Regions from separate parts of the Columba livia genome. Here region 2 is linked to region 1. The links are chromatin contacts, called in public Hi-C maps. All regions are on one chromosome and are shown on one strand. Each heading gives the region's core, a stretch centred on a gene start, on an enhancer-like site or on the middle of the called end of the contact. The rest is flanking DNA. Distances are from core to core; before and after follow the strand shown. Region 1 has its middle 56 kb from the start of GALNT15. Region 2 holds the start of GALNT15 (polypeptide N-acetylgalactosaminyltransferase 15).

The links. A called contact is a pair of places that touch in the nucleus more often than the background predicts.
Region 2: a Hi-C map of crop shows a contact between it and region 1, with 2.2 times the contacts expected there. The contact joins the promoter of GALNT15 here to the enhancer-like site in region 1. A contact is called at or near these places in 2 of 2 Hi-C or Micro-C datasets (crop and liver).

The regions. Positions count from the first base shown.
Region 1 is chr2:38,024,945-38,029,592 of bColLiv1.pat.W.v2, forward strand. No RefSeq gene overlaps it. Among named protein-coding and RNA genes, the nearest start is that of GALNT15, 56 kb to the right of the region's middle. Within about 2 kb of position 2,712, at least 1 of the 3 cell types and tissues checked has an H3K27ac peak away from gene starts, as active enhancers do.
Region 2 is chr2:38,080,567-38,085,214 of bColLiv1.pat.W.v2, forward strand. It overlaps GALNT15 (polypeptide N-acetylgalactosaminyltransferase 15), which reads left to right and starts at 2,463. Exons shown (of 11, transcript XR_010470102.1): 1 at 2,463-2,637; 2 at 3,571-4,119.

The DNA of each region.
Region 1 (4,648 bases), core at 1,462-3,961:
TCCATTATAAAACACTTAAAGAGTTTGAGGGAGAGGCTATGAATAGGCTTTATTCTTCACCCTGTAGGGATATTGTAAAGGCAAATCAGAGACGTGCATTGTGGCAAGTTGACTGTGCTTATGTCTGGTCCTAATAACATCCTGGGAGCAGGCCTGCCATTCGGACACCACAAGGCTAGGGTTTCACAGTGGAAGGACTTAAATCAGTATTAGTTACCTTGGAGATTGAAATGGACTGTAAAATACATGATGTCCTTGGCTAACAAAGTAAGAGCACTAACATGCCACCATTGATGCCACATAAATTCTGGGCAATTGAACATAGGTGGGCTGTTACGAGTGGCTGTGGAGGCAGGGAGCTTTGCAGACCAGCTTTAATTTTGGCAATCAAGAGCTGAGCTAGTGCATGGGGCAGCAAACAACAGTAGTGGTGATGAATCTTCATAATGTCCATGTGAAGTGGTGTATTGACCACCCTTGCATAGGTACCAGGCACAGATTTCCTGGGAGGGGTCAGAGGCCTCTCCAGCAAGATCCCTCAGTGACACTTCTCATCTCACAGAGCTGTACCACCCCAAGACCTCCTCTCTGGGATGCACAGAGGTACCCTGACCCAGTACAGACACCAAGAAGGGGAGCAAGTGAGGAAAACACACTCTTGCAGGCCAGCCTTTCTCTCTGGTATTCACAAACGAGCATTGAAACCAACATCTGGTACATCTCCAACTTGCCATGGAGAGGATATGCTCTGGAACAGCCCAGGGCAGACTCTCTGTGCTCATGGCTATGCTGCGGTTGCTGCCACTCTCCTTGTGGAGTAGCCCCTTCCCCTTACTCAGGCTCCTGGGAGTAGCCAAACATTTCACACGTGTTTGTTGGTTCATGGCTCAGTTCCTGCTCTGATAGCACTAGTTGGTCATTTGATGAGTATCTGATTTAATTCTTAAAAATTACATCAATACAGAAGGTGGACTGAAGTGTCAGAATGTATATGCTGTAATCCAGCTTTTTAGAAGTTCCCCCAAGATTAAAAACATCACATCTCATCCTGCTTGATTTCACACCCCTGTCTCTGCTTTTTTTCTGTCCTCTCAGTAACCAAGAGCAGGACAGCCCCAGGAAAAAGTGGGCAGCCTTGGGAAACGGCTCTCTGGAAAGGACACCATGGGGCAGGCAGCTGAGAGTCTCCCTGAGGATTTGTACAGCCTGCAGCTGAGGTTACCTTTCCTGACATTGGGCACAGCTTCTGATAACAGCCCTGCAAACTTGGCCAGGTCTGCAAGGGCTCAGCCAAGCACCTCCTGCTGTGTGCATCACTGCTTCTGGGGTCCACAGGGGATGTTTTGTCCCCATTTACAGTCCAGCAACTCCATGACGATTCCTTTCTCTTAGTAATATGTAGGGGCAAAAGAGGACATCTTTGTTCTTGATGGGAGCATCAACTAGTTAATACACCTCAAAATGAAAAAAGCATGGAGGGTACCAAAAGGAAGACTCCTTAGGGTTATTGCTGTAGGTGTTTGCTCATCCTGGGGGTGTCAACAACTGCCAGAGCCCCAGCCCTCCCCAAAATTCAGGCTAAGAGAAAAGAGAGAGCCAGGAGGAGCCCAGGGCTGATATAAAAGGATGCAGGTGAGAAGGTGATGGAGCTGTTAGCATCACAGCATCTAGGTTTCTGCAGTCCAAAAGAGAGGCTTGCCCTGCTCTCTATTTCTGTCCTGCAATCTGGACAGCCAAGAGAAGTACTTCAAAGTGTTTCAGCTAGCTGGCTTAGAGGGCAACTGCTGTCATTTAGGAGAGAATAGAAGTGGCTCCATAATGTCCAAAGAGAGTTTCAACAAATATTTGAAGGCATGTTTCCCTCATTTTCTAGGACACAGATCTGAAAAACACTCACTGGACATTAAATACAATAAAAATTTGTTAGATAATAAATCCCAGACTGTGTTTTCTTGATAAATTAGATGATTTTGTGAGGACTCTTCAATGACGGAAGGCAGATTCTTTCATAGCGTCGTCAGTTGTTTTGAGCTTTGCTCTTTGTTACCTGGTTTTGCCTAAGACCCTTCTCCATGAAAAAAAAAAATAAGAAAACAACCCTAATTGCCCTTCATGTAATCTTAAGGGAGAAATTCAAGTAACTGGTAAAGTAATAAATCCTTACTACAGATCATAACTCATTTTTCTTATGAATATATTTAAGACCTCTACCACTGGTTGGAGGGGGAGAAAGCAAAGGCTGGTGCAATTTCTCTGCTTGGTTACCAAAACAGACTGCAAAAAAAACCCTCTCTCTCCCTCTATCCAGTTATTGTACTAGTCCAAATCTATGCAGTGGGACCATGAGTCATGTCACCAACAGCTCTGCAAGAACAGAGTGATTTCTACATCCTAACAAAAGCAATTCTGTAGCTCAGGATGACAAATTAATGAAACATCTGTGAAAGGTCATGAAACAACATGCCACTTTGGGACAAACAGACTTTCTTTTGAGGTCCCACATTTCAGCGAAAATCTCTGCTTCTCAGCACATGCTGCCAAAAGTTATATTAAAAATATCATACCATAAAAAAAGAGAAAAAAATGTTACTATAGCATAGTGCTGCTTTTACTTAGTTTTACAGCAAGCTCAGAAAAGCAATTGTAATATTTTAAGAAAACAGCAAGCCAGCAGTGAGGTATTTGAATTCTTCACAGTGTGCAGATGCTTCCTTGCATCCAAGACATCTGCTTTTTACCCACCTCTGCTGTCCCTTCCCCTGCTCTGTATAACCTGCACTGGAAGAGGGAATAGCCCAAGAGCCAGAGGCTGCAGAGTTTCCATAACTCTCCCTTTTTCATTCTGGAAACTGTTTTCAGCAAACCAAAATCACTATGAGGGTGTCTTTAAATAGAACAGGCTAAAACTGGGGGATAGGGGTGAGAAAGACCCTTAGGGCAAGACCTGAAACAAGTGAGCTTAGGCATCTCTGTCCCCACTTGGAAGGGAAAAAATCTGCACCCTTTGGAGAACAGAAAGAGATGCTGCCTCTGGGATGAGTCAGTCTGGAAGAGATCTGCAGATCACCGTGTACCAGTTTCCAAGCAGAAATTGCCTCCTGTGGGTTTTAACTTGGGAGGGGACAACCTGGCCTAGGTTTAAAAAAAATATTTTAAATCCCTTGGAATATAGTTTTCCTTTCTGTTTTGTCATTTACAATTATAGGTGTTGCTACTGCTCCATCCATTGTTACACCAGGCTAATACTTTCCATCATACCCACCATTTCCAGTTGCTTGTAACTTTGTCAGACCTTTAACTTTAAGGGCTGAAATCTTCCATGCTCTTTCTCTGCCTTAAATCATTTAGAGAACATCCCCAAAGGATCAGATGTTTTCCAGAAAAAAAACCTAGCAAACAAAGGCAAGTTTCCCCATCCACTTGTGAAGATCACTGCAAAGTTTCAGAGCAGAAAGTTGAAATCTGGTAGAAAGACAGTCAAGAAGTCAGAAAGCAGTGTCACACCATCTCACTGATGATTCTTTTTGATCCAGTCAAGGTGGACATGATGAGCAAATTAGCAAATGCCTGCCTTTCCTGTATGCATGGCTGAGTTTCATCAGTTCTCAGTTACTCTGTTGTTGAAGCAGAGTGGAGCTTGTGGAAGCTCAAACTCCTGCTGCACACATCCCAGGCGCTGACAAGGCTGATGCTGTTCAGAAAGGACTGTATGGGGTTCTCTCACCATGTAGGAGACAGACAACGTGGCACATGCTGCAGCCAAGTCTTTTTCAGGCTGACACTGTGGTCAGCATTGCAGTGGTAGAACAGTCACCAGGCAGACAGATGTCTGAAACATCTAATCTGGGCTATTGCCATAATCCTGCCTGTGAAATTCAGGAGGATGAACATCATGATAACTTTATTGACCGTTGCTGTTGGCACAGCATGTTGATATTTTAAATTGCACTGATACCAGTCCTGTCCTGTCTTCCCTGGCGCACAGTGGGATCACAGGCTTTTTGCACAGCAGGGGTATTTGCGATGAGTTCCTTCAGAGGGCTGGCCTTCTGCATGACCTTTCAGGGCTGGCTCCCATCCCACAGAAAGTGCACTACCACTAACTGGGTGCACTTTGCAGAGCAAGCCATGCAGAAGTAGCTATTCTTGAGCAAGGTTTCCATGCTCTCATTTCCCAAATGGACCTGGTGGTTAGCAGGTGATCTGTTAAGGGACTCAACACTCATATTTTCTAAACCTTCTTGCTAACATTTCTGATAGAGGTTGAGGATGGTATATGCTCTTCATATTTATTCAGTGGAAATAAGTGGAAACTATAAGCAGGGCACAGTACAGTTTGGAAAAGGAACAGAAAGCACAAGGCAGCCTCCTCCTCCATGGATTCATCCTTTGAGGAGCTCTCAGCAAAACCACTGGAGCAGAAACAGCCAAACAAACTCTGTCTCACGGTGCCTCTGTAGAATTTCCTGAATCACTTTGACCTGACAAAGTGTGCCAGCAAAGGTGTCACCATCATGCAGCTGCAGCTTTTCCACCAGATTGCAAGAGATCTGTGGCTCCCAACACGTAATCTTCCTTTAGCCTAAGGGATGGACCCATGAGATGAAGCCTCCCAGCCTCTGCTGTATTTGGGTTGGTTTGTGCCACT
Region 2 (4,648 bases), core at 1,213-3,712, 55 kb after region 1:
TCAGAGACATGGGTAAGCATTAAAGAATGGAGGAGTTGTTATGGTTTGACTTTGCATTTACTGAAGGTATGTACACCTTCCACAACCAGGTTTGCCTGAGCAGGACTGGTAGGAGCCAAAGTCCTACAGTGCTTTCATGGGTTGACCTGCAGGAAAGACACCACCATTTTGGCACTGGTCAATATTGGCACTGGATATTGGCCCTTTCTGGAGCAATTGCTGACATATTTGGCACAGCTTCTAACATGTTCCCCTCTCACTGACCGAGGAGCTCTAAGGTCTGCTGTATGAACAGTCCAAGGACAACACCTTTTGTGGGCATCCTCTTTCATGGGCTACCTGCAAGAAGCAGCACTGAAAAGACTGGAAGCCAGGAAGAAGACAGTGGCTCTACGCCTGAAGGTAGAATCTGGGACATGCAGTGTTCCTTCCTCTTCCACCAAAGGATGCACAGGAATATGTCCTAGGATGCCTGGGGAGAGGGACTCTCCCACAGCTAGGCAGGAGGGAGCAACCTCTTCTCTGTCCCAGTGAAGGTCCTACTTTGTAGTGTGCTTTTTAGTAACCCTGGGTAGAAAGAAAATAACAGGGATGTGGTCCTCTTGACTTCCAGGTGGGGAGCTCATTAGAAAGTGCTGCCGTTCTTCCAGTGCATTTTGGAAACAAGACTTGTCCTCTCAGCCACCAAAAGGCTAATCCATTGGGATGACAGTCTCTCCTTTTGTACACTAGCAGTGGAAAACCACAGTGCTTTCCTGGCTCACTTTTAAGAGACGAAGCTGGAAAACGGGCTGTTTGACACATGATGGTTCAGGAAGTCTCACTGTGCAGAATTGGGGATGGTTGTGAGAAACCTTCAATGGAGAGGTCCATGCTGGAGAGGGAATGGAGGCTACTGGAAGTGTGCTTTGTACTTGTGCACTGAATTGACTAGACTGACCTCCAAACATCTTCTGCAGTTGTTCACTTCTTCTTTATTAAAATGGTCAGGATATATTCAAAGGCCAGATTCCATATACATATATTTCAGTGATAAAGTTACCTATCAGCTCTGTCCCAAGAGTAGCAAAGATTGCTGTGAATTTGTTAATTGGGTCTTTTTTCATCTATAGCTACAACATAGCTGCATGAGAGACCCAGGTGGATTTGCTCAGCAACACAGGACAAACCAGGACAGAATTTACTGCTGCAGGCTAGAATTACCTTGATCAGCATCCTGTTATAATATTTTAGCCAGGGCAAGAATAGTAATTAAATTAAATTGAAATACTTGGCTGGATCAGAAAAGTAAAAAAAAAAGTTTAAAAAGCCAGTAATACTTTCTCCCATTTATTCCACATACTCTTAAGTTTCTCCTTTTCTTTTCTTTTCTTCCATTCTACATGCCTGATAACGAGACTGTGGAACTGAACGTTTTGCAGGTTGCTGGTGCCAGCAGAGTGCCTTGGACATGTCTTTTCATTTCTGTTTCATTTTGTCTTTCTATGCCTGACACATATTTTTATATGAATGCTTTTGAACTCAGATTTTTTAATGCAAATGTGTGATGCTTCCCTATTGAACTGAAAACATCAACACTTTTTTTTTCCCTATAAAAAGTAGGATAAAGAGCAATATTCTCAGGGCTGAAGGTGGGCTGGGATGTTACTTTTCTGTAAATTAAGTTAAAACAGGAAGACACATACAATGGTGAAGTACCAAATACTGGTTAAATCTTCCTTCTATCCAAGATATTATTAAAGCAGTATTATATATTTTAAAGAACAGCTGAGGTAAGGAAGGTGCCACACAGCAGACTCATCACACCACCTCAAAACATTCTATATAAGAGGGTTAGGGCAGTACAGACAGAACTGAGACTACATGTCCAGTAATTTTAAGGTGCCCTATCCTATCCTATCCTATCCTATCCTATCCTATCCTATCCTATCCTATCCCGACTTTTGAAGGTGATGACTCATTGTAGTTTGAAAGTGTGTGTCTTGAAAGTACATGTCCTCTCATTTTCAATTTTTTGCAAGTTGTTTACCAAGAACCATAGGCTGAACTTAGAAAACATCTTACAGGGAAGTAATGGGAAAGCAGGAAAAAAAGGAAGAATTCTTGTCTCCCTTTAGAGTATACAGCATTCACATCTTCAGGCTTTTGTTTTACCTATAATGTGTAGAAATGTACTTTTTAACAAAAGGTGGACATGGAAGTTTCCTAGTAACCACATGCCTCCTGGAGCTGGTACTTTTTGCTCATCAAATATTACAGGATATGCAAAAAAACACATCCCATGTCCCCAGCGTCAAAAGGATTGGTAACATCTGAGTTACATCCACACCTGATCTCTGCCAGACCAAGAGGCGTGTGACGCTGAAGCATGTGGGCTGTATCACCCTTTTTCCCATTGGACAATCATCCATCTCACAGCAAAAAAATGCCCACTAGCACCCATACCAGCAGTACTAGCAAACAGACCTCAGAGACTGAGCTCCCCTTTTAATCACAAAAGCCGTTGTTTTCTTTCAGTGTGGGTGGTTGTTCCAGCCCAGGCTTTCTACATATTATTCTTGGACTATTGAAAACTTGAAGTGCTGCTTCCCCTGCAATACCCAATTTATGGATGAGGAGACAACTTCATTCTGCCAGGTGATAATGTGACAACCTTATGTCAGTGTTAAAATCCCCACTGCTCTAAATATTTACTGAAAATGAAATATACTCCAGCTAGCACATTACCATACTAATACATCTAACCTTAAATAAATCATGTGCACTCTCTCTTTTATTCAGTTTATAAAACTCTTGCTTCTTGCTCTGAGCATTCTTAGTTTAACAGAGCTATTCAGACATAGAGAGATTCATGGTGTCCCTTGATTTCTTTTATAGTACAACGTTTTGCTTCTTATATTTCACCTCTTACAGCTTTTGCAAAGTTTTGATTTGATAGGACAAGAACAGTGAGGGCATTAGGACCACGAGAAAGACGCACACATTGCTCTGTATTATGTCTGGCAAAGTGCTTCCTGACTGAGTGCCGTAGTTATGTGTGAAACAAGTCAGGGGCTGAGTAGTTCTCATCTGTTGATCACAGTTAACTTTAAGCCTCTGCACGGGGGAGAGCTGTCAGATCTGTTTTCAGGCATAAAGCGCTTCAATCCAGGCAGCAACTGGAAATTTTGAAGAAGCAGGAACTACTCTGGAAGGAAACTATCAGAAATGGAATTTCTTTTTACTTAGAATTTAAAAGGGAAAAAAAATCAAAACTTCAGCCACTCTTTTTTTCAGCTAAACATGTGCTTTCCTAACTAAGCTGGGACTCTGTATCATAAAGGATCTATTTCATCTCACTGGATCCATGCTACCTTTTACTACAGTAAGTGCAATATTAATAGGAATGTTATATTTTGTCTGTAAACAGAAAGGAAAGCATGAAACGGCATCAGTGAAATGTGAGGGGAGCAAAAAAATCCTCTTGGCAGATAGTGAAAACCAGGGCTTTGCTGCAACCCGAGGACTGGAGTCTAAGAAAGATCCGAGGGATATTTAACATGACCATCTGTATCATTTTGTCACCAACAGTATGTTCTTGAGGAAGAAGTGCAGATATGGATCACGTAAGCTGCAGTTTCTCTTGTTGCTGCTGATGCTGGGCTTTTTGCTACTGATGGTTACAACGCTGAATCCACCACCCAGCAACCAGAGCAAGGAAGGGACTTTCCAGCCTGTGGAGTTCAACCCCCGGGAAGGGTATCAGGTGGACTTTGTGGAGACCCAAGAGATGCTGGACACCCAGGAGGAGAGCCAGCAGTACTACCCTTTGGATGGGCTGTCACCGTTCATCTCCCTGCGGGAGGACGAGTTGATCGCAGCCGTCGTGTCACCCACGGGCCGGAGGAACCACAGCAAGGCCAGGAAGGGCTATCGCGTGGTGAAGCAGCAGAGCAGGCGGCCGGAGGCGAGGGCCGAGGGGGACGCGGAGTCCCCGCAGCTCCCGGCCCGTCCTCTGCAGCCCGCGGAAGGCGCTGCCGCGGGGCAGCGGCCGCTCGGCCTGGAAACCCACGGCTTTAACGAAGCGCTGAGCGAGCGGATCTCTCTGCGCAGGGACCTGCCTGAGGTACGACACCCGTTGTAAGTAACAACAGCCTATTTCATCTCTGGGAGAAAACCTGTCTCTTTCCCCGCCGCCGTCCAAGCCCTTCCCCCCCGCCCCGTCCCGTGAACCTCTCCTTCTGTAATTCCCGCGTCTTTCCTTTTAAACTCTCCGCTTCGGGATGCCGTTTTTCCTCAGGCTGCGTGAGGCACACAGCTCCGTTCCTCACAGCCAGGTGTGCTCCCAGCCGCCCCCGCCGGCTCCCGCTGCCACCCCGCGCTGCCCAGCCACAGCCCCCGAGGCCGCGGCAGGTGCTGCCGGAGCCAGCACAGGCCGCATGAAGCACCGGCGGCATTTCCAGCCCTCAGCAGCCGCAAGGCGGCAAAACGCGGAGGGGCTGCGGGCAGCCAGCGGAGGGGAACACAGCTCAGCTCGGCCCGGTCCGGCCCGGCACCGCGTCGCCCTGCGGGCAGGCGGCAGCGCCCCCTGCTGGCGGCAGCGGGCCCGGCGCCTCCCGCAGCAGCAGGTGCCGGTGGGCGGCGGGGCAGGGAGCGCTCCGGCTCTCCC